2 separate regions of the Rattus norvegicus genome follow, and region 2 is linked to region 1. Evidence: chromatin contacts called from public Hi-C data. All regions are on one chromosome and are shown on one strand. The core of a region is the stretch at or near the end of the contact, and the rest is flanking DNA. Distances in the headings are between cores, read along the strand shown.

The links. Hi-C and Micro-C count contacts between places; a contact is called where the count stands out from the background.
Region 2: a contact with region 1 is called in a Hi-C map of psoas muscle, with 2.7 times the contacts expected there. The contact joins two enhancer-like sites. A contact is called at or near these places in 11 of 12 Hi-C or Micro-C datasets (the A7r5 cell line, Schwann cells, frontal cortex and 6 more).

Annotation. Positions count from the first base shown.
Region 1 is chr5:51,368,416-51,372,914 of GRCr8, reverse strand. LOC134478955 (a long non-coding RNA gene) reads left to right here. Exons shown (of 5, transcript XR_010051757.1): 3 at 1-2,260; 4 at 2,767-4,499. Among named protein-coding and RNA genes, the nearest start is that of Bach2, 140 kb to the left of the region's middle. Within about 2 kb of position 2,689, at least 21 of the 93 cell types and tissues checked have an H3K27ac peak or open chromatin away from gene starts, as enhancers often do. A contact at or near this core is called in Schwann cells, where this site is marked.
Region 2 is chr5:51,752,449-51,756,947 of GRCr8, reverse strand. It overlaps Bach2 (BTB domain and CNC homolog 2), which reads right to left. Exons shown (of 6, transcript NM_001135754.1): 4 at 289-1,878. Among named protein-coding and RNA genes, the nearest start is that of Gja10, 43 kb to the left of the region's middle. Within about 2 kb of position 2,442, at least 32 of the 93 cell types and tissues checked have an H3K27ac peak or open chromatin away from gene starts, as enhancers often do. A contact at or near this core is called in Schwann cells, where this site is marked.

The DNA.
Region 1 (4,499 bases), core at 1,440-3,939:
TTTCCTGTAGCTCTTCACTAGGGGTTCGGTCCTGTGAGATTCCCCCATCCATGTTGGAACATGAACTGCTGTTGTCCTTGTTTAGGGCCTATGTAGGCAGCCATATTGTCGGGATTACTTGGGTGCTGCGTTTCTGCCCTAATATCCTGGTTCTCTGCCTTTCATCCTTACAGTCCAGAGGTCCTTACAATCTTCTTGTCCCATCTCACACAATGCTCTCATGTGTGGGAGCTGTGCCATAGATGCATCAGCTGGAGCTGGCCAGAGCCTCCCTGTGTGAGTAAATGCACTTGAAGCCGCAATTAGGTTCCTCTCACTGTATCAGAGGTGTGATGTCACAGCACTTTCCAATGACCGCTCATTCTGGTTATGAACAGACCCAGTCTTCCTTATATCAGTGTGCATTATGTTTTTGAGGCCCCCCCAACACTTCCCCTGAGGAATTTTCAAGAGAATGGTGGAAAGAAATACATTTAAAAGGAGATCCCAATTGTTGAAAGAGAGGCTTCACCCAGCACCTGAGGGGAACAGATGCGGAGACCCACAGCCAAACATTAGTCAGAGCTTAGGGAATCCTGCAGAAGAGGGGGAGGAAGTTGTAGGAGCCAGAGGGGTCAAAGGTACCATAAAAAACAGTCTACAGAATCAACTAACCAGGGCTCATAGGGGCTCATGGAGACTGAGGCAACAGTCAGGGATCCTTATAGATCTGACCTAGGTATTCTGCTGAAATGTTATGGTGTTCTTGTGGGATTCCTAACAGTGGGAATGGAGATGACTGTCTCTGGCTCTTTTGCCTGCTCTTGGGACCCTTTCCTCCTGCTGGGTTACCTTGTCTAGTCTTGATGTGAGGGTCTGTGCCTGGTCTTGTGACTTGCTATGCCATGCTCGGCTGATATCCCTTAGAGGCCTGTTCCTTTCTGAAAGGAAATGGAGGAGTGAATCTGGGGCATGGTAGGGATGGTGGGGAGGGACTGGGAGGAGTGAGGGAGGGAAAACTGCTATTGGGATGTTATATAAAAGAGAAGAATAGATTTTTTTTAAAAAGGAGGTCCAGTCTAACATGATTTGGAAGAGAGTCACCTGACCTCATGAATATACCATTCACTTAATAAATATTCATTAAAACAGTTTTAAAACCCACAACACAGAACCCAAAGCACTTAGTTCACCCTGCCCATTGCAGTCTTTCTCTGGAGTATACTGTCTGTCTTAGTTAGGGTTTTACTGCTGTGAACAGACCATGACCAAGGCAAGTCTTATAAGGACAACATTTAATTGGGGCTGGCTTACAGGTTCAGAGGTTCAGTCCATTATCATCAAGGTGGGAGCATGGCAGCATCCAGGCAGGCATGGTGCAGGAGGAGCTGAGAGCTCTACATCTTCATCTGAAGGCTGCTAATGGAGTTCCAGGCAGCTAGGATAAGGCCCACACCCACAGTGACACACCTACTCCAACGTGGACACACTTTCAATTAGTGCCACTCCCTGGGCCAAGCATATACAAATCATTACACTGTCCTTAATTTGCTATGTGTCTTGGCCGAATTATTTTCCTTCAATAACATAAGAAGCAAAAACCTCCTTTTCCATTTCTTCCAACTAGTACTCGGGATGTGTTATCAAGACTACTGCCTAGAGCTTAGAAACAAGGGGAGGTGTCTGTGGGCCATTCAAGTTTGTTCTCAAGTATTAGTTAGCAAGCTAAGCTGAGATTCAACTGGAGACCAGAGGAAGGAAACACAGGCTTACTAAATTTACTACGAGGAAGCTGAGGTGCTAAGGGATTAACACTCACGTGGTGAACAGTGAGCATTGGAGTTGACTTTAGAGGCCAGAGTCAAGGTGTCTGGCCACTTTACTGCATTCCTCCCCACCCGACAGTGACCTCATCATTGAACTTACCAACAGCCAGCTGAGGAAGTCGGAAGGAATATCGTTACACATCGTTGCTAGCTGCGGTCCCTGCAGATGACATTTTTCTGTTAAAAGGAACTGTATGACTGTATGACATCTCAGGGTGCACATAAACTAATCCCGGGGGGAGGGAGGGAGTGTCCCAGTTCAGTGAGGCTCATCCAGAAGGCAGTGGAAGCTGACCTCAGAGAGAGGTTTGCTCGCACTGTAGGTCTGCATGACCTCAGGTGTACGCTGCTTAATTCGTGGTTGGGCCTCCTGTGTTAGCAAACGCTGTTTTCAGGAAATAACGGCCAGCCTTCTATTGACTTGCATGTGTTCTTTCTCTTTGACAGGGAGGAGGGTGAGTTCAGGGAGAGGTGTGGCTAGCGGGGGCGGGGGTGGGGGTGGGAAGGGGGAGGGGCGAGGTCCATACACTGTAGCAACTGTGCGGGAGAGCTTTAATACTTCCTCAAGCAGCAGCTTGACCTTCTGCCACCCAGACAATGCTTACTTGCTCTTTTGGATTTTTTTTTTCTTCGTTTTCTTGCTCATTTACCACAGCTGTTTGTTGTTTTCTCAAATGCTAAGCTTTTTATAGCTCTTCAGTTACTTATAAAAAGTATCAGTTATTCAGGCCATATGAGCACCAGCTCAGTGCTGGTCTAATGAGCAGCCAGAACACTGAAGTCCTATTTCTGTCGCTTCTATTTTTTTCACTACCTCCTGCCCCCCTCTCCTGACTCTCACGACTTCCCTCTTTGGACTCGGGTGACTCCAAGATTTGGAATTCACTAAAAAGTTGGTCTTTGCTGTTTAGGAATAACTCTTCAGTGACTCACCTCTGAGTCTGTTCTCGGCTCTCCACAGTTGTATGAAGAGTTGAAGAATAAGGACCTCACCCTGCAAGCCACGGCTGCTTTTAGAGCTGTAGAGGGGCTCCCACCTGCACACGTGCACCTGTGCGCCCTTATGGCTGTCAAATCCCCACTAAGTACCCCACTAAACAAGTGACACGGTCCAGTCTGCAACCTCTGTGGAGAAGAGTGGGGTTTGGCCACAGAGGGAATCCTGCTAGAATCAGAAGGAAGAAACCAGGAAAAAAGGTACATTCAAGAAAGGGGAGTTTGTCTATTTGAGGGAAGTAGGCAGTCTCTCTGGCCCTTGGGCGATTTTTAAGGGTTACATCTGTGTGTTACCCACACATTCCACAACCGATTCTTGTGATGAGCATACATCTTTGGGGAAAAGGTTATGGCCTTAGTGCAAGATGGCGTCCTTGAGAGCAACACGGAGAGGATCCCGAGAAAAGCCAGAGTGTCTTATTGGGGCTCTGCCTAGCAACACCTGACCCACTATCTGGGCTGAGCGTGATTAAGCCAGGGATTCATTTTCAGGAAACAATACCCTCAGACTTGTTCTCTGGGTCCTGGAGGAGGTGAAGCATCCCTTTTAGAAAAGAGGACAAGTCATCTACTGTATATAGTGGGGTGCTTTTATAGAAATGAGTCCTTGCTAACATGTTTTGAGGTAAAAATCAGACCTTATTACAATTATTATCACTGTCTCTGTCTGTCTGTCTCTCTCTGTGTGAGTGTCTATGTATGTGTGTGTGTGTGTGTGTGTACATGTACACATATATGTGTGACAGATCAAGTTACCCTGCAACTCTACATGTAGCTTAAGTTGGCCTCGAACATCTGGCAATCCTCCTGCTTCAGCCTCTCAAGTGCTAGGATCACAGACATGAGTTTCCATGCTTGGCACACCTTTCCTTTTCTTTTTCTTTTCTAAATAGAATCTTTCACACATATGTGTGCAACACTGTGCTTTTACTACATCCGCATTTAGTTTTTCAATGTTCCACATTAAGTTAGCTTGCAGTTAAGTGTCTACACTGATGACTAGTATCTACCGAGCACATTCTACACCCCGGATACCATCCATGCATTAACTCCACGAGCAGGGGGGCCTGTTATTGTATTAATTTTATGTGTGATGATATCGAGACCCAGAGAGCTCAGCAATGTTCCCACGTGTGACAGAAGCAGGGTGTGAGTCCAGCCGCTTATTTTTCTTGTTACTTTTAATTGTTCACAATACATCTCAAACACCGTCAAATAGTTGCCTTGCCTGCTCTTTGAGACCGGGAGCAAGGGAACACTTGGAACGCACGGACATCACACTGAGATACCCACCCAGGGGCAACAGTCCTGTGAATAAATGTGTAACAACACAAACGGGGTGAGAACTTGCTGAGACGGCATCTGTGCTCCGGGATAGCTGGGGCTTTGTTGTTCTTTAAGCAGGCCACATCTGGCTCTGGCAGCAATTTTGAGATGCTTTACAGTGACATGTTCCGAAGTCTACCTTCTGTGTTCGCATCACCTGAGCTCGAGGCCAGACCTGCTGGGGCTCCTCAATGCCTTCAGTTCCATGCCCTTCAGAAAGCCGAGTTCTGGATCTCCAGACTCTCATGGGTGACCCTGGACCCAGCCAGCGCTCCTGACTTCTGTGCTAGACCCTCTTCACAATGAGTATGTGGTTCCACAACTATATCTTTCTATTACAGATTAATAATTTAGGATTCAGATACCCATTCT
Region 2 (4,499 bases), core at 1,193-3,692, 380 kb before region 1:
GAGCCTGAGAACCAGACAGCCCCGGCCTCGGCTGTCCCCCACGCCTCAGACTATACTTCCCCACCCTGGAGCAATGTCCCGGTGCTTCCCATAGCCCAACACTCGCCCGGCGACAGCGTTGGGGGTAAGCCGGTCAAACTTCTGGCATCCTGCCTCCCCGAGCGGCCGTGCGCTGTGGCAGGGCAGACGCGGGACCAATAACTCTAGAGTTGGGGAGAGGAAAAAATTCAGGTAAAGGACTGAGATGGTAAGTAGGTCATAACGCTTGAACTTATGTGGATTCCCTACCTCCTGGCCCCTGTCCTGCACAGGACACGACTCACTGTCTGCTTCCGAGAATGATCCAGATTCGTCACTGGAATTGGTTCCGTAAGACTGCTCACATTTAATTTGGGGTCGGACTTGGTTGTACATTCCATCTCCCATCAGGCCTGGTTCCTGATGTTCCGTGGCAAGGAATCTGGCTCCCTGGGAACAGGGTGAAGAGGAAAACTCGCAGAGAGGGAGGCTGCAGGGGGAGCCCCCACTCCCATCCTCTGCGTAGGAATAGGAGGAGCAGGAGCTGGAGGTCCTGGTTCTGGTCTCTAGTGGAGGTGAGCGAGGACAGACTTTGATTGGCACCGGGCAGCTGGTGTTGGGCCTTATCCTTCCTGGCAAGTGGTCAGCCATCAGTCCGCCGTGGGAGTAGGCCTGGGAGCTGGGGAGGGACTGGCCAGCTCCCACCCATAGACTTTTTGGCACCGGCTCAGAAAGGTCTTTGTCCAAACTGCTCACCGAAGAATATGAATGCACCGGAGTGTTCGGTTGGTCACACGTGCTTGCGGAGAAGATGACGCTCCTGCGGTCCAGCTCTCCCTCCTGTTTACAAAGAGTCTCCGGCCCGGGCCCCCTGAGTGGCGACCCCATTGCGAAGTTGGACACATCCTTCTGGCCCACGTGGGGCTGTCCGTAGTTCCCTGCCAAAGGGGTGTAATCAGTTTTAAGGTCACCCTGAGAGATCCCCTTGTTGAAAGGGCATGCTGAACTCCTGACAAAGTGTTGCTGAGATGTACTAGGTAGGCCAGTCGACTCCACGCCTTTTGCTATACTGAACAGAGACCGCAGACAGGAAGGTGAGGACACACTCCTGGATCTGTCCAGGCTGGTGGCTCCAGTAGGGGTACCGGGAGGAGGGGCAGGGCTCGGTTGTTTCCGGTCCATCTCGACATCTCCTGGTCTGTCTTTGATGTCAGTTTCATCTCCTGACAGGCAGAGTGTGATGCTCTCCTCCTCCGTCTCCTCGTTGGGTGGCTCACTTTTAATCTGTCCCACGGAGAGCCCTGGTTTGAGGCTATTGCCAGGACTCTCTTCACTGAATGTGCCTGCAAACCCTGAGGTACCGTGTGAGGCTGCGCTGTAGACATTCTTGGTACACGCGAGCTGGTACTTCTTATATCGAGGGTACTGGGTCAGTGCACCCTTTTCTGAGTTTTCCTTGGTATCTGTGGGTACCTCAGACTCAGGAAGCAAGGCTTCTTCTTTCTCTGCTACTGGGATGGCAGTGGCCTCGAAGCTGATGGGGTCTGGGAGCATCTGGTCTGTGGCGCAAGCCATCCTGGCTGTCTCTGAGTCCATCGTCTCTTCCTCCTCCTCCTCTTCTCCTGCAGAGTTCCCATGGTCCTCCTGGGGGCGCTGGCACGCACTGTCCTTCCGACATACGAACAGACCATCCTCCCTGTTCAGGAGCTGGGTCTGCAGGAAGCTGAAGCAGGAGTCCTCCAGATTGTGCATGCGCAGGAACTCGGCACAGCGGATGACCTCGCGGATGTTCTCTCTGCTGAGTAACAGCTTGGCAGTGTAGGCAAACTGTAGCAGCGGCCCAAAGCCCCTGGCCGTGACCTGCAAAACAAACAGGGGAGTTGCCAACATTACCATCAGCACTGCTATTGTCCCGAATTTCTCAACCAAAGCCAGATAACCAGACAGTGCTCGTGCCCTAGAATAAAAAGTGCAAAGGAGAAGTTAATCTCATACTGGGTCAGCAAGGTCTCTGCTTCCAATAATGAGTGGCGGCCTCGTGCCGGCCACCTCCGTACCTCACGGCACCGGCAGAATTGAGAATCACCAAGGTCAAGTGGCGAGGTGAGATGACAAAGGGTTCATTGTTTACACTAATGAAATACCCTGGCAAAAATGCCAGGAACAATGGGAAGCCTATTAGTTTCTGTCCCCCGTCCATCCTGTCGAGAGCCATTCTACACAAGAGGGGGCGCTGTAGCTCTTCTTGAAGCTCTCTCACACCAAAGACAGCACTATCGTTTTCTTGTCAACCACAGAAATGACAGGAAGGCCCTGTCAAGAAACTCAGTGTCTGTGGGGCTTTTCTATATACTGTTAAGGAACATTGAAAAAAAAAAAACCCTCTTTTGCTCACCCTTTACAGCTTTCATTTGGGATTGTCTACTTTTTTTTTTTTTTTTCCCCAGACAAGGTCTCACTATATAGCCTGGCTGTCCTGACAGTCACTCTGTAGACCAGACCGTCCTCAAATGCAACAGAGACCTGCCTACCTCTATCCCCCAAGTGCTGGATTAAAGGCGTGCGCCACTGTGCCTGGCCCCACTTGGGATTTTTAATCAGCACGTCACACCTGATCTTATGATCTTATGACGAGTGTTAACAAGAAATTAACCCTTGGTTCAAAAGGATTAGGGGTGAGAGTGAGATCTACACAATCTTCTGTCATTTCAGTAGTTGTAGCCTCCAAGTAGCAAAGGACAGGGGTGTTCCTTCCCTAATTGTTAGCAGCAGCTTTGCCATGGAGATGTCTAAGACCTTCTGTGGCTCAGCCTACTGTCTTGCTGCTTCTCCAGGGTGTTTTAAGGATTGAAAATGTACTTGCACACAGCTTCCACATACCTGTGTACACAGGCACACACAAGGCATGACTGGACAATTGAAAGTATCTTGCCTGTGACTAACTTACCTTCTTCATTTTTTTTTTTTAAGATAGAAATTTCTAAACTGTGGGAGTCAGGGTAGGCTTCCTTACCCTGCATACACTATTCGATTTCCTGTAGATCCTTCTGAACACTGCTGCTGATCCCAGGAGAAAAGGGAGACAGATCTACAAATCATGGGAACACATCAAACAAGGGTAGCATTCCCGGGACTAGCTGCAGCTACAGTGGGAGTGATTAAAAGAGGGAGGGAGTAGGAAGGAGATGGAAAGCTGATTGGCTGACTTCTGCATGTCTTAAACTTCCTGCAGCACAGGGGGCCCAAGCTCATTAAAACACCTGTCTCTGTCGCACAAGATTCAACACGTAGTCCTCAAAACTCTTGTAGCCAAAGAGCAAAGGTCCTGGATTCTCCACTGAATGGCGTCTTACATGTTGATATTGTGGCAGTACTTGATAAAAATGCAACTAAAAATAATCTGTTAGATAATGAGTTCAGAGGAATTTAGCCATCAGCAACAAGCAGATTTGGAAGAAAGACAGAGGGAATCCCATGCGGAGGGAGGAATTGAATTAAAGGCAAGAAAGGGAGAAGTTAAATTGTTACTACTTTCGGATGACATGATTTTTAAAAATAGGTAACCCTGAAGAGTCCACCATTCATGATCATGAACTAAAACTAAAGTTATTAGACCCAAAAATCAACATATAAAAAGAGAACAGCACTTTTATGTAGTAGCAGGGAACTGTCTTAAGTGGAAATCTAACCAACGAGGTTAAAGATATCTACAGTGGAAAACGATAAAACACTGAAGAGAGAAGTTGGAGACAGAGACAAACAGAAGGACATTCTGTATATGCGGGCTAGAAGAATTAGCATTGGTAATACGTTCACATTGCCCAAGCAAATTAAATATAATCCGATGTGTCCAATACTGAAATGTGAACATTATTTATGGAAGTCAAAAAATACCTTACAGTTTTGGTGACACATGCCTTACAGTTCTAGCTACCTGAAAAGCTGAGAGGGTTGTTTGAAATTAGACAGAGGTCAGCCTGGCCATGTTCTTATATATTCTTTCCCCGGCCTCTCTCCAGGTGGGTGGTCTCACTCTACAGCCCAGCCTGTCTTTTTAATTTTTCTGCTTCTACCTTCCAAATTCTAGAATTATATTGGTACATCACCACACATGGCCTGGTTCTGCCTCTTCTTTACGAAAGTAGTATTTTTATTAGTTCTTTGTGAATTTCATACGATGTACTTGGATCATATTCCCCTCCTCCACCAACTCCTCCCAGAGCAGTGGCTCTCAACCTTCCTGACGCAGAGACCCTTTCATTCGATTCCTTATGCTGTGCTGAGCCCCACCCCTAACACTGTTTCATTGTTACTTCATAACTGTAATTTCGTGGCTGCTATGGATTGCAATGCAAATATCTGATTTGCTGGGTATCTGATATGTGACCCCAAAAGGACTGTGACCCACATGTTGAGACTGCTGTCCTAGGTCCTCCTCTACTAACTTCCCTCCTACTCAATTTCTTGTTTTCCTCTACTCC